Linked DNA regions of Sus scrofa: all the other regions are linked to region 1. Evidence: chromatin contacts called from public Hi-C, HiChIP or PLAC-seq and promoter capture Hi-C data. All regions are on one chromosome and are shown on one strand. Each heading gives the region's core, a stretch centred on a gene start, on an enhancer-like site or on the middle of the called end of the contact. The rest is flanking DNA. Distances are from core to core; before and after follow the strand shown.

Region 1 (3,637 bases), core at 698-3,197:
ATGCATGTATATATATATATATAGTCTTTTCATTACAGTCTATTATAAGATATTGAATATAATTTCCTGTGCTATACAGGACCTTGTTTATCCATCTCTACAGTGTACTTTTAAAGGTACACGATCCTGGAGTTCCCGTGGTGGTGTAGTGGAAATAAATCCGACTGGGAATCATGACGTTGCGGGTTCGATCCCTGGCCTCCATCAGTGGGTTAAGGATGTAGCGTTGCCATGAGCTGTGGTGCAGTTCACATAAGCATCTTGCATCTGGTGTTGCCTTGGCTGCTGTGTAGGCTGGCGGCTACAGCTCCAGTTGGACCCCTAGCCTGGGAACCTCCATATGCCACAGCTACGGCCCTAAAAAAAAAAGACACACACAAAAAGATACATGATCCCCTTGCTTGTTAATAAGCCTCTGTGAAGTAGTTAAGGAAGATATTATCCACAATTTTTCTTTGAACAGATGTTCAAGGATTTAATTCAAGAGAAATGGAGTGACTTGCCCAAGGTCACTCAGCTTCCATAATACAGGGTCTGAATGTAAGCCTTTTTTTTCACTCCACCAATCCAGGATGCCTCTAAACATATGCCAAAATCACAGTAACTATTCTCTTTTCACTAGTAGAAGTGTTTCAAACTCATTCATTCTGGGATTAACTCTGATTTCCAGGTTTTTCTTTTCCCAAAACATATGTGACAAGCAATAGAGCGGTAGAGAGAGGACTGGATACAGAATCGAACTTAAAAACTTTAGCTTAAGCTCATATCTGACACTTGAGGCAACTTAATTGCTTTCCTCAATTATAAAAAGATTAGAATAAATCAGTGATTTTCTGCCTGGGGCTGAGTGAGACCTGGAGCTATTGGGATTTTACCATTGATAGAAACGCCTGCGAAATTCAGCTACAAATATCTGATTCCATAATTCTTAACATCCCTTCCAATTTGCGTGGTTATGATTCCAAGGCAATTTTTCTCTATTCGGTATGTGCTAGCTGTTTTTATCCTTATCAATCACATCCTTCATTCAAAAACATTTATTAGTGGCCTATTATGTGCCAAGTACCGTATTATCTGGTTTTCGTGGCAGCCCCTTCCCGAGGCGTCATCACATTTAGAATTTTATCCCAACCTTCCAAACTTGGAACTCAGCGTTCGCGTCTCACGTTATTTATAAACACGCCGAGTTCCTCTCCGGTCCTTTCTCCACCCACTACATTTGAAGCCTGGCCCCTCTCGGCGCACAGACTGAATTAACTGAATTCCTCTTGGGAACAACCTCCTTCACCTACTAGTGGCTCCATCAACACTAATCTCCTGGCTAGTCGGTGGGAAATCGGCTGGGACGTTTTGGAAGTTTGAATGACTCCCCAGCACACTCCTGCCCATCTGCCGGGCATAACCCGCTCTCCGTGGTGTTAACCCTCGACTCGGACCCCGGAGGTCTCGGGGAGGCTGCTAGGTGACTTCGGGAGGTGGCTCCGGCAGCGTTCTCCTTTCCTCGGTTCTGCGGCTCTGAGCATAAACGCAGCGTGCGCCGCTTTCCACTGCGCAGGAACTTCCCCGGCCTCGGCGTTCACTCAGAAACCGAGAAGCCGGCTCTTCGCGCGCTCCCGCAGTTCTCCTCCTGCGGCCGCGCTCCCAGCGCCACAGCGCGTGTCCTCAGGGAGCCTCTGGCTCCCTCCGCCTCCCTCCGCCTCTCTCTCCGCCTCCCCCGCCCCGCGTGCCCTTCAGCCTGTCCCTCCGCCCGGCCGACGCGAGGGGAGCGCGGTGCGCGCGTCGGCGGCAGGAGGACGTGCGCGAGACGCACGGCCCCGCGCGGAGCGCCGGAAGGAGCCGGGCCGGGACCTCGCGCGTCGTGCGCGCGCCGCCGCCCGCCGCTGACCCGCCCCCCTTCGCCGGGCCGCGGCCTCGCGCGCGCGCGCACTGGGGCGCAGCCGCCGCCGCCGCCGCCGCCGCCGCCGCCGCCGGCGCCGCGGCTGCTGCTCCGGCTGCTGCAGGAGGCGGCGCTGGCTGGCGGCTGCGCTCGCTCCAGTCGGCGAGCGGAGCAGCGAGCGAGCGTGTGTGTGTTTTTTAAAGATGGCCGGAGCGGCGGCGGCGGTGGCCGCGGGAGCAGCAGCTGGAGCCGCCGCGGCAGCCGTGTCGGTGGCGGCTCCCGGCCGGGCCTCGGCTCCCCCGCCGCCCCCGCCGGTGTACTGTGTGTGCCGGCAGCCGTACGACGTGAACCGTTTCATGATCGAGTGCGATATCTGCAAGGACTGGTTCCACGGCAGGTAAATAAACCCCCTCTAGCCCCGCCGCCGCTGCCGCCGGCCACCGGCTAACCGCCGCCGTCGCCGCGCCGGCCGCCCGAGCCGCTCTCCGCTCGGCCGCCGCGCCGCGTCGAGCGCTCAGGGGCTCCGGCTCCTAGCCCTCGGCCCGGGCAGCGCGGCGCGCGGGGTCCCGGGCTCGCCGGGCGCCGGGCGGGCTGAGGGGGGCTGGTGGGATCGCCTGGCTGGGCGAAGAGTCGCCACAACAAACGGGAACAAAGGGGGCCGGCCGAGAAGTTGGCAGGGGGAGACCCGGGCGAGGGGACGCGGCCGGGGCAGGCGCCGGCGGAGGCGGCGGGCGGAGCGCCGGCCCGGCCCGCCGCCCCTCGCCGCGCCCGCAGCCCGGCCGCCGCCCCGCCCGGCCGCCCGCCCGCCCGGGACTCCCAGCCCGAAGTCGCCGCCCGGCCGGCCGCCCTCCCCGCCTTCCTTCCGGGCGGCGACCGGCTGGCCCCGGCCCGGGGTCTCCAGAAATTGCCCTCTTTCTGCGGGTCCCGGTCGCGCCCCCTTCCCCTGTCTTTATCAAACTTCCTCGGCCCCCGGGCTCTGGGACGGGGGCGTCGGCAGCGCCCGCCCGGTGGGGTTCCGCGGAGTAAACAGAGCAACAGATGAGGCACTTTCGGGGACTTGAAAGATGCCAGTCGGAAGTTTGGGCCGGGGGTCCCGAGCGGGGCGTCAGGTCGGCTGCGGTCGTGCCAACCACCCGTCACCCCGGCGCAGCCCGTCCCGGCGGGGGTGGAGCGGATGGAGTGGGCAGCGGGGCCCGGAGGCACAGCCTCTCGTCCCCGCCGCCCCCGGGCCGCCCCCGCGCCGCCGCTCAAACTTTACAGAGAGTGAAATTTCCCGTCGCCCGAAGGGCCGGCGACCCCCGGGCAGCCCGGGGCCAGCGCCCGGGGGCCTGGTGCAGGCGAACTTGCGCCGTTCGGTGGGGACTTGGGGTCGGGTGGCGGGGGCGGCGAGCGTCGCCTTGTGCCTCAGCCGCTGCCTGCGTTTGGGTTTGACGTTTGTGAGAGCTCGGGCCGCCTCCGCCGCCGAGCCGCCGACTCGTGTGTTTTGTAATCAAAGTGTGAGGCTAATAAAGGGCGGCGCCACAGCCTCTTGACTCCGGCGTGGGAGGGATTCGCAGGCATTTAAACAAAGAAACTAGTTGAGGTCGGGCTCCCAAAGTCCTTATTTGGGTGTTGTGGCAAAGCCTGCGGTCACCTTTAGGTGAAGCAGGTTTCCCCAGCACCGTTTGGCGGTGTATCTTGGCGAGAGTACGCTCCCGGGTAATAGCAGATATGGTGACTGTGATTGTAGGAAGTGTCCTTTGATTGACAGCAGGACATTTA
Region 2 (3,637 bases), core at 789-3,288, 250 kb before region 1:
TATTTTATTTTTTTGTCTTTTTAGGGCCTTATGCACAGCAGATGGAAATTTTCAGGGTAGGGGTCGAATCAGAGCTGTAGCTGCTGGCCTACACCACAGCCACTGCATCGCCGGATCCTTGACCCACTGAGGGAGGCCAGGGATCCAGCCCCCATCCTCATGGATGCTAGTCGAGTTCATTACTGCAGAGCCACAAAGGGAACTCCTCAAAGCACAGAGACTCTTGAAAAGCAAATTTAAGGGCTTATGAAAAACTGCTCAGGATTTAATACTGCAGCATCTGAGTAGATGGTGGGCATTAACAGGGAAGTAGGGGTAAATATGTTTTAATTGTCCTTGTTTTATTTTTTTATATTTTTTAGGTCTGCCCCCGTGGTATATGGAAGTTCCCAGGCTAGGGGTCAAATCCGAGCTTCAGCTGTTGGCCTACACCACAGCCACAGCAATGCCAGATCCAAACTGCATAGTGTCTGCAAACTACACCACAGCTCATGTTATTCCTGGATCTTTAACCCACTAAGTGAGGCCAGGGACTGAACCCGGGTCCATTGCTAGTTGAGTTCATTAAGCACTGAGCCACAGCGGGAATTCCTATTTTTCCTTGTTTTAGAAATAACTCTTAGAAGCTGGGATGTGTCAGACAGCTTTTGTTCTTGTCTATTAAGTTAAAACTGCAGTGTGAAGCACCATTCTAAGGGTTTTACATGGACTCTCATTTAATTTTCACAACCATCTCTGGGTAGGTACAGCTATTCTTATTTTAATATTGTTGAAACCGAGCAGGACTCTGTGGGGCTCCTGGGCAGAAAAGCCTTTCAGTGTCCCTCACTTCTTGTTTTTAGAAAATAGGTCTGATTCAGCCTCCAGGACCTTCCCTGAATCCCTGAAGGGCAGGTTCAAAAGTTGCTAATTAGGGAAGAGAGGGGGGGGATGCAGAGACCAGGGAGGAGCAGTCAAGAAACAATAGTGTAGCCTTGGGGCAGGGTCTTGGTTCCTCCTCCAGGAATATACATAACAATATCTTTGAGCTCTTCTGCAGAACTAAAACCCCCAATAAGTGAAAGATGTTAACTACTTGATGAAGCATTCTTGTTCCAGAAAGGAGGACCATCGGAACCAGTCCTGAGGCCACTAAACACCAGCTTAGAAGAAGAATATAAGCTTGCGTTTACACTGATCCTTATATGTAGCCTTATTTTCCACTCCCCAACTATAAAACTACCTCCAATTCTCTTCCAGACTTTAGACCTTTAACCTGCTGTGGTCTCCTTTGCCTGGCAAAGTAATAAAGATTTTTTTTCCCTATCTCCCCGCCTCCACATTTCTATTTGGCACCAGTGGACAGAGTTTCTGCAACATCACTTCTTTTACAGATGGAAAGCAGGAGCATTAAGGTAAGTTGGCTTGCTCCAAAACACGTTGCTGGGTCTGGGCAGAAGCCTAGAAGTGACAGACAGCTGACTCCACAGACTTTGCTTAGCCATCTTGCTATTCTCTTGGATTTAAGGGATAACACTTTTTATGTGTGTGCCCCAGGCAAGTGGACGTTCCTGGGCCAGGGATCAAACCCTATCCACAGCAGCAACCTGGGCAGTGCAGTGACAACGATAGATCCTTAACCTGCTGGATGACGAGGGAACTCCACGGAGAGAACATTATTAACAACTTTGGTTGAAAGGAGAAGACGTGTTCAGTCCCGCCAGGCGCTATGTTCAGTGACTGCGATACATACCTACCACATAGCAACCCTATGTGGTAGGACCTACTCATCCCCATTTGATATAAGGAACCTGAAGCCGGGAGAAAATTGGTATCTAGCCCAAGTTCACAGTGTAGAGCCTGGAAAGTCTGGATTCAAACCCAGAACCCCAGTCCCACTCCCCCCCTCCACTGCATCAGGCACCCTGGGGGAAGTGTTCTGGGTCAGAGCCCTGCAAAGTGAGGACTTTGGTTCCCTAGACTTGAAGCCTGGGGGCAGTAGTGGGTAGCTGAGGGGAGGGGCAGCCTGGGGAAGCCCGCCCCAGCCCCGCCCCTCTCAGGCGGAGCTGCCTCGCCCACCAATCAGCGCGCTGGGGGGGCGTGCCCGGGGGGCTCTCCAGCTCTGGCCCGCACTTCGAGCTGCGAGAAAGCTCCGAGACGCGACGCGGGGCCGCGGGGAGCGAGCGGCCGCCTCAGTGTCCTTCCCCTCCCTACCCCTGGCCTCGCCGCCTTCTCCCCGCAGCCGGACCGGAACTATGTGATCCCGGAAGTTCCGGCGCCATTGCTGTGTGGGATAAACAGTAATGGCGGAGGCTGCAGCTCCCGGAACAACAGCCACAACACCCGGAGCAGGAGCGGCAGCAGCGGCGGTGGCAGCGGCCTCCCCCACCCCTATCCCCGCAGTCACCTCCCCGTCCCCGGGGGCGGGGGGCGGGGGAGGCGGCAGCGACAGCGGCGGCGGCGGCTGGACTAAACAGGTCACCTGCAGGTGAGACGCAGCGCTGCCGGGCGCGGGGAGGGGGCCGAGACTGCGGAGGAAGGGGCGGGCGGAGGTGGGAGGGGAGCCGGCGTTTCGCAGCCGCTACTGCGGTGCCGGCGTTGCTCTCGCCGCGGCTGCCGGCGTTGCTGTCGCCGCCGCCGCCGCCGCCGCGGCCTCGCTGCCCGCGCTGCGTCAACCCCCGCAGGGCGCCGCGGCCGGGGCGCGCGCGGCGTCGCTGCGGGTCCCCGCACCGCCCGCCGCCTCCCCGCGCTCGGCGGAGCGGCGCGCACAGGCAGAGGTAGGGTGACTCCTCCCTCCTTTTTATTGTCGCCGGATCCGCCGCTCCCTATCCCCAGCTTGCAGGTTCGGGAAGGGGCTTGGCGGTGTCGCTTGGAGCCCGCCTCCCCGCAACCTTGCGAGGCCGGGGAAAGTCGCCGCGTGTCCCGGCTAGGTGGCCTTGCTGCCGGCTCCGCCGCCGTGTCATCCGTTTCTAACGTCTTTCTCGGGTGCCCTCGCCCCCCACCCCCTGGAGCGGTAGCTTTTGTTATTTCTTCTTTGTATGTTTATTGAGGTTGGTGGTTCTGATCTTTGTCTCAGAACCGAGTGCCGGGCCGTGTCCTCTCCTCCGCTTTAGGATTTACGTGCTGCCATTCCCGTCCCCCGGGAAAGGGTTTTTTTCTTTTGAAATCCACGCATCTTCTTAAGGGAGCCTAGGGAGCTCGTCCCTCCCCAAGGAGAGAGATTTGGTTGGGATGTCAGATGACAATATTTGAAAAAACAAAGTGATTAGAGGAGGAGGGCTGTACGGATATGTGTAAACATGTAAACAGTTATGGAGCTGTACGTACAAAATTAGGGCATTTAATTGGATGTCGTAGTTGGATTTTTAAAAATGCGATCGGTAGCGACTGGAAGCTTTGTTTTTTCTACTGGTTGAAAGGAAATCTTTGAAACGCCAGTTTTCACCTAGATGCGGTAATTGATGTCCAAATACTTCGTATACAGAACTTACAGTCCTGGTATTAGCGAGAGTGAAGCGTTCCCAATGCTTAATATGATACGTTTAAGGCGTGAAGGAAAAGATTAAGTTTATGTTCAGTACCGGGTTGGAGAAAGCATAAAAACTGTTTTCTGTATTCTGTAGCTTCTCTTATCAGATCCTAAGAATACTACATATTT
Region 3 (3,637 bases), core at 758-3,257, 160 kb before region 1:
ACACCAGATCCAAGCTGTGTCTGTGACCTACCCCACAGCTCACGGCAACACCGGATCCTTTACCCTCTGAGAGAGGCAAGGGATCAAACCTGTGTCTCATGGGTACTAGTCAGATTCGTTTCTGCTCTGCCACGATGGGAGCTCCAAAAGCAGATAAATTTTTCAAGCAGTTCACAAAGCATTTGTCTTTTTTTTTTTTTTTTTTTTGCTATTTCTTGGGCCACTGCCGCGGCATATGGAGGTTCCCAGGCTAGGGGTCTAAACGGAGCTGTAGCCAACAGCCTACGCCAGAGCCACAGCAACGCGGGATCCGAGCCGCGTCTGCAACCTACACCACAGCTCACGGCAACGCCGGATCGTTAACCCACTGAGCAAGGGCAGGGACCGAACCCACAACCTCATGGTTCCTAGTCGGATTCGTTAACCACTGAGCCATGATGGGAACTCCCTCACAAAGCATTTGATCCCTGAAGAATTTCGGTCTAGTTAGGGTCAGTGGGAAGTCCTTCCTATATTCAGGGTCACGATTTTAGGTTTCTTAGCTTCCCACCTGGATGTACTCATTGGCTCCGGTGGGTATTTTGTTTCACCTTACCTGTTGCTCTGAGATTTGACTTCTGGAAACGCTCATTTTGTCACTCGCCTAGCCACACCAGGCTCCATTCTCTCTTAAATAAAATTCAACAACGCGGCCTGGCTTTTGAGTCCTTCATCTTTTTTTTTTTTTTCTGTCTTTTGTCCTTGTAGGGCCACACTCGCAGCATATGGAGGTTCCCAGGCTAGGGGTTGAATCAGAGTTGTTGCGGCCCGCGGATGCCAGAGCCGCAGCAATGCGGGATCCGAGCCGTGCCTGCAACCTATACCACAGCTCACGGCAACGCCGGAGCCTTAACCCACTGAGTGAGGCTAGGGATCGAACCCGCAACCTCAAGGTTCCTAGTTGGATTCGTTAGCCAGTGAGCCACGACGGGAACTCCCTTGAGTCCTTCATCTTGATAGCACCTTTCCAAATCGGTTTTCTCCCGTTACCCCCAGCAGAAGCCCTCATCTCTCACCATGCAGAAGGCTTTCCGTCTCCCTCCCACCCAGTGCCTTTGCTGTAGTCGTTCTGGGAAGGATGGTCACTTGCTCTGATTATCAGCTCTTCCCTAAAGCCTCCTTCAACCTCTTTAGCTGTTTCCTTCCGTTTTGTTTTGTTTTTTTTATTGTTGTTGTTGTTGTTATTTGTTTGATTTTGGCACATTCAAGTTCCTGGGCCAGGGATTGAACCTGCACCCCAGCAGTGACATGAGCTGCTGCAGTAACAAGGCAAGGCCGCTTCTTAGCCCTTGGAGCCACTAGGGAACTCCTAGCTGTTGGCTTCTGAATTCCTGTGCATGTTTTCCTGTTGGGATTGAGCTGTCTCATTTATTTGGCTGCATGCTGCCTTTTATTATTCTTCTGTGTATGGTTTAGTCCCTCCCCCCAGCTAAACAATACCTTGGAGGGCAGCTCCTGTCTGTCGTGGGAGGCTTTGTGGTGTAAAGAGTGATACTTGGGGAGCTGGTTCTGGTTTCACAATCATCCTAGTAGCACTCAGTGTCCGAGAGACCTTAATTTTCCTCTCTGAAGCCCGTGTAGTCATTGGGAAGAACTCGTGAGAAAACACAGGTAAAACACTGGGCCTGGCACGTGGCACAGGCCGGGACCTCAGCTGTCCTTTCCTTCCCGGTCAGCCTGTCCTTCCCGCCCCCACCCCTGCCTCCAGTGACTGCCTCGAACCCGTGTCCCAGATGTGTCAGCTCACCTTGCTTCTCCCTCCAGTACGCCTTCCTGGTGACGGCGGCCGTGCAGTTTGCTGGTGGGATCGTCATCTTCTTTGGACTCCTGGTGTCCCCAGAGGAACTCGGTGAGGAGAAGCTGTCTCCTTCTGTCCAGAAGCTCTCACGGTTACGGGCGAAGAGACATCCGTGGCCAGGGCAGCCCAGCCCTTTCTTTCCAGGAGAACTGTGAGCTGTTTGCAGTGAATGAAAGGAGCAGTATTGCTGTTTGTGTCTCGCAGATGCCAAGGCTTCGCCTGGCCCGGCCACAGTGTTGGAGGGAGGGAGGCCCACGTTTTTATGGCTTCGGGGAAAACTCATCCGTCGCAAATGGGTTTGTAATGGAGACGCTGGCTAGATATGGGCGCGGATGTATTTTGAATTTCACTTCTTGAGACAGATTTCTTTTCCATCATGGAAATCATCTCGTGTACTGGTCTGTGGTTAAATACAGGACGTGTACAAGCAAAACCGCAGAAGTAAATGTGTACATTTCTTCTATCTTTTGAGTGTTATTAAAGAGACATGTCCGTTTAATGGTATACAATTAACTTTTTTTTTGTATGTAAGAGGGTATGATGTAGTTGAAAAAGCATTGCCTTGAAGCCAGATAAAGGAGCATTAGAGTCCTGGGTTTGTTGCTCAAGAGCTCTCTGACCTTAATTGACCTTGGACTCTGAACCGTCCTGGCTGCTTCTGTGAAATGGAGATGATTCGTAACATGGGTCCCATAAGTGGTGACGTCTGCATAGCACTTAGCACAGTGTTGGGCACCTGGGTGGCCCTCTGAACGTGCCTGTCACTGTTGTTTGTAGGTCTCCCGGGCATTGAGGCAGAAGAAAATTTTGAAGAAGACTCACACAGGCCATTAATGAATGGTGCTGAAAATGAAGATGAATCTGAGTCTAATTATTCAATCCAAGAAGGCAATCCTGTTACCCATGTCCAGGCAATAAGCTTTTACCAGGCTTGTTGCCTGCCTGGCGTTATACCGGTAAGGACTGTTCGAGTCTCCTCAGCACAGCTGCTGAGGTATTATTGCTGGACAGTAACTCTGCCTGGGCTAAAGCATCTTGAAGTATTTAGCTTCTCTTTGAGACTTTATTTTAGGAGTGTGTGTTCAGAGGAATATGTATAGTGGCCCTCAGCTTGTCTCTAAATTGGCACCACTTGAAATTTTTATCTGATATCTCATGTAGGAGTTGGCAGACTTTTTTTTTCTCTGTGCAGAGCCAGATGGTGAATGTTTTTAGCTTTGGGGGGGCTGGACAGTCTCTGCCCCAACTGCTCAACTCTAGAGCAGAAGAAGCCACGGACAGTATGGAACAAATGGACCTGGCCAGATTTGGCCCGTGAGCCCGAGTTTACTGACCCTGATCTAGTGTTCGAGTGAGAAGGCAAAATTGATATCTTAAAAATGTATACTTTTTGGCCTATGTGAATGAAGTATAAGAGAATCATAAGTAGACCAAGAGGGGTTTTGCTCTCTTTTTTTTTTTTTTTTTTAAAGGGCTACACCCAAGGCATATGAAAGTTTCCAGGTGAGGGGTTGAATCAGAGCTGCTGCTGTTGGCCTATACCACAGCCACAGCAACTCGGGATCCGAGCCGTGTCTGCGACCTACACCACAGCTCACGGCAACCCAGATCCCCGACCCCCTGAGCAAGGCCAGGGATCACACCTGCATCCTCATGGGTACTAGTCAGATTCGTTTCTGCTAGGCCAGAACGGGAACTCCCAAGAGGGGTTTTGAATGGATTGTTAAGTCTGCCTTTGCCTATATTCTTACCATTCTAGGGGGAAAAAGTTTGCCCTTCGAATAAGAAAAAAATCAGAGG
Region 4 (3,637 bases), core at 399-2,898, 130 kb before region 1:
CAGCCCTAAAAGGACAAAAAGACCAAAATAAATAAATTCCACTCCTTTAGCTTCTCTCTGGTCTTTCAGCTCTCTCTCCAGGCTTCTCGGTTTTGAGCCTCAGCCATCCCTTTTCCTGTGGATGGTAATCAAGTCTGCAAACGTATGGTCTACCCACGCATGCACCCACATACGCTCCCACGCCCGCACATCCGGCCGTGCTCTCCTGGCGAGGCTCTAAGTGTTATCAAATGTGTCCTCCTGGGTGACGAGCTTGCACTTGCTGCCACTGGTCCTGAATCCTCCTTCCAGAGCAACACAGACGGCTGTTGTTGCTTGATGTATTTGCAGACAACATCCATCCTTCCCTTTCAGCTCTTTATGCTTCTTAAATTTTACTTTTATTTTTTATTTTTTTAGCTTTTTAAATATTTTCAGCTTTTTATGCTTCTTATCTTAAATTTTTACTCTTATTTTTAACTTTTTTTGCTTTTTTTTTTTTTTAGGGCCGCCCCTGTGACATGTGAAGGTTTCCAGGCTAGGGAATGAATCAGAGGTACAGCTGCCAGCCTACACCACAGCCACAGCAATGCAGGATCCGAGCCGTGTCTGTGACCTACACCACAGCTCATGGCAATGCCAGATTCTTAACCCATTGAGCGAGGCCAGGGATCGAACCCGCAACCTCATGGTTCCTAGTCGTGTTCGTTTCCCCTGCGCCCCAATAGGAACTCCTCTTAAATTTTTTTTTTTTTATTATTTTCCCACTGTACAGCAAGGGGGTCAGGTCATCCTTAGATGTATACATTGCAGTTACAGTTTTTTCCCCCACCCTTTCTTCTGTTGCGACATGAGTATCTAGACATAGTTCTCAATGCTATTCAGCAGGATCTCCTTATAAATCTATTCTAGGTTGTGTCTGATAAGTTAAATTTTTATTGAAGCTATTCCCCCAGGCATTGGTTGCTTGCTTGCTTCCTTTCTTGCTTTTTAGGGCCCTATCCATAGCATGTGGAAGTTCCCAGCTAGGGTTTGAATCAGAGCTGCAGCTGCCAGCCTATGCCACAGCCACAGCAATGCCATATCTGAGCCTTGGCTGTGACCTATACCACAGCTCACGGCAACGCCGGATCCTCTAACCCCCTGAGTGAGGCCAGGGATCAAACCCGTGTCCTCATGGATACTAGTCAGGCTCATTATCACTGAGCCATGACGGGAACTCCCAGCCATTGCTTTCTCATTAAAGCTGGCAGGCTCCATTCTTGACTTTTGATGCTGTTAACTGCTTTCTTACTCTTTGAATTCTACTTTCTACTTTCTCTCCATTCTGACGTCTCCTTTTCCTCCTAATCCTCAATTCTAAGAAAACTCTCTAGGCAACATCTTCTGTGTTCCAGACACTCTGGTTCATACTCTATTTTTAGCTTTGTCATCTCCCATCTGTGAAACTCTAGGAAGTCAGGACTATTGTAAGATGCTCTTACCTAGAAGGAAAAAAAAGAAAGAAAGTCAGAACTACCTTCTCATCATTTTGAACAATCCTCTCATAAAGTCCTGGTAAGTGGGAGGTAGAACTTAATGAAGGTTTCATTTCCTCTGTTCTAGTTCCATTACTTCTTTTTTTCTTTTTCATTTTTGGGCCACACCCATGGCATGTGAAAGTTACAGAGCCAGGGATTGAACCTGAGCCATAGCAATGACAACGCAGGATCCTTAACGCACTAAGCCACCAGGGAACTCCTCCAGTTCTGCTTTTACAAAGTTCATTTTCTCATATGTTTCTAAAACATCCCAATGTCTACTAAATTTTTCTCTCTAGCCCCAATTTGTTACTCATTTTCCAATCTTCAATTGCCTGGCAATCACCACGATACCCTGCTGGCAGCCCAGCGGAATAGATTTCATTTTCTCACCAGTCCCTGCAAACCCACTTCCCACATAGCTTTCCTGGTGGTCTTTCTTTGATACACTGCTTGCAACATTTCTGAGTAACCTTAGGCATCAGCACACATTTTGATCCTTATTCATTAAGTGGTTCTCTCTGATTACTGGCCTGGGAGTCTCCACTGTACCCTAATTCTCACATTTTGTGCTTTGTCTTTAACCGTCAGTGGCAACCTCATCCTCCCAGGCTCACAGCCTTAAAGATATTTATTTTTGTCTTTTTTTTTAGGGCCACACCCGCGGCACATGGAAGTTCCCAGCTAGGGGTCGAATCCGAGCGGGCAGCTTCGCTCCTACGCCACAGCCACAGCCACGTGGGATCCAAGGTGTGTCGGGGACCTGCACTACAGCTCACAGCAATGCCGGCTCCTTAACCCACTGAGTGAGGCCAGGGACTGAACCTGCATCCTCATGGATACTTGTCAGGTTCATTACTACCAAGCCATGACGGGAACTCCCAAGGATGCTTCTTGACACGTCTTTTCCTCTCTCCTTTCCTCAGGCTCTGGGCTTCCCTGATTCCTTCTGTTCTTTCTCGCTTACTTTTCTCACTCATCTTTCACGTTGTTTTCTAAGCCACTTTCCTCTCTCCAAAGGCCTTATTTTTGGCGTTCCCCCGTCTAGTCAGCCCTGCTCCAGCTTGCTCCATGCTCAGCTCTTAGAATAATCTTGTTACTCAGTATTTTTGTGTTATTCTGCGCAGGTATCAAAAGGGTCTTGTTTCCTGCGTCAGTGTTGAGATCTTGTATGAATCCTCATCTCTAGCTAGAAAATCTGGGAGACCAGAGACCTTGAGGGTAAGTAGGAGCGACACCTCCCTTCCACAGATGTCTCGTTTGGGAAAGTTCTGAACATCTGAACATCACTTTTTTTTTTTTTTTTTTTTTTTTTTTGCTGCACATGTGGCATATGGAAGTTCCTGGGCCAGGGATCGAACTTGCAACCTGCACCACAGCTGTGGCAACGCCAGATCATTAACCCACCACTCCACACGGGAACTTCCTGAATTAAAGTAAAAAACCTTCCCGTGGTGGCTAAATAGTAAGGATCCACTAGGATCAATGAGGATTCGGGTTCGATCCCTGGCCTCGCTCAGTTGGTTAGGGATCTGGCATTGTCCTGAGCTGTGATGTGGGTTGCAGACATAGCTTGGATCCTGCATTGCTGTGGCTGTGGTGTAGGCCAGCAGCTACAGCTCTGATTTGACCCCTAGCCTGGGACCTTGCATATGCCTTAGGTGCAGCCCTAAAATGCAAAGTAAATAAATAAATAATTAAAAGCTTTATTGAGATATAATTTACACATATACAAGTCACCCATTTAAAATGTACAGTGGGAGTTCCCATTGTGGCCCAGCGGATTGAGACCTGACTAGTATCCACGAGGATGCAGGTTTGATCCCTGGCCTTGCTGAGTATGTTAAGGATCTGATGTCACAGACGTGCATCGGCTCAGATCCTATACCACTGTGGCTGTGCTGTAGGCCAGCAGCTGCAGCTCTGATTCAGCCCCTAGCCTGGGAACTTCCATATGCCACAGATGTGGCTCTAAAAAGAAAAAAATGAAAAAAAAAAAACACCTGTGCAGTGGATTTTAGGGATGTTCACAGAGCTCTGCCTCTATCACTAATTTTGGAACATTGTCGTCACCCCCTGCCCAGGAAGACCCAACACCTCTCAACAGCCACTCTGCATTCCTCGCCTCAGCTCCTGGC

The links. Promoter capture Hi-C pulls out the DNA fragments that hold promoters and counts their contacts. A called contact is a pair of places that touch in the nucleus more often than the background predicts. HiChIP or PLAC-seq counts read pairs in DNA pulled down with a chosen protein or histone mark.
Region 2: a promoter capture Hi-C map of fetal liver shows a contact between it and region 1, with 2.4 times the contacts expected there. The contact joins the promoter of MKRN1 here to the promoter of KDM7A in region 1. A contact is called at or near these places in 1 of 5 promoter capture datasets (fetal liver) and 1 of 47 Hi-C or Micro-C datasets (embryonic fibroblasts).
Region 3: a contact with region 1 is called in a Hi-C map of skeletal muscle, with 2.3 times the contacts expected there. The contact joins the enhancer-like site here to the promoter of KDM7A in region 1. A contact is called at or near these places in 2 of 5 promoter capture datasets (fetal liver and liver), 2 of 47 Hi-C or Micro-C datasets (brain and skeletal muscle) and 2 of 2 datasets of contacts at active chromatin or transcription factors (alveolar macrophages and skeletal muscle).
Region 4: an H3K27ac HiChIP or PLAC-seq map of alveolar macrophages shows a contact between it and region 1. The contact joins the enhancer-like site here to the promoter of KDM7A in region 1. A contact is called at or near these places in 3 of 5 promoter capture datasets (fetal liver, fetal skeletal muscle and liver), 6 of 47 Hi-C or Micro-C datasets (alveolar macrophages, embryonic fibroblasts, mesenteric adipose tissue and 3 more) and 2 of 2 datasets of contacts at active chromatin or transcription factors (alveolar macrophages and skeletal muscle).

What each region holds. Positions count from the first base shown.
Region 1 is chr18:9,579,521-9,583,157 of Sscrofa11.1, forward strand. It overlaps KDM7A (lysine-specific demethylase 7A), which reads left to right and starts at 1,948. Exons shown (of 20, transcript XM_003134614.4): 1 at 1,948-2,273. The coding sequence starts at 2,080.
Region 2 is chr18:9,331,599-9,335,235 of Sscrofa11.1, forward strand. MKRN1 (E3 ubiquitin-protein ligase makorin-1) reads left to right here and starts at 2,039. Exons shown (of 8, transcript XM_003134608.4): 1 at 2,039-2,467. The coding sequence starts at 2,283.
Region 3 is chr18:9,424,139-9,427,775 of Sscrofa11.1, forward strand. SLC37A3 (solute carrier family 37 member 3) reads left to right here. Exons shown (of 10, transcript NM_001244154.1): 10 at 1,804-2,270. The coding sequence ends at 1,992. Among named protein-coding and RNA genes, the nearest start is that of RAB19, 35 kb to the left of the region's middle. Within about 2 kb of position 2,008, at least 2 of the 83 cell types and tissues checked have an H3K27ac peak or open chromatin away from gene starts, as enhancers often do. A contact at or near this core is called in skeletal muscle, where this site is marked.
Region 4 is chr18:9,447,118-9,450,754 of Sscrofa11.1, forward strand. No RefSeq gene overlaps it. Among named protein-coding and RNA genes, the nearest start is that of RAB19, 58 kb to the left of the region's middle. Within about 2 kb of position 1,649, at least 2 of the 83 cell types and tissues checked have an H3K27ac peak or open chromatin away from gene starts, as enhancers often do. A contact at or near this core is called in alveolar macrophages, where this site is marked.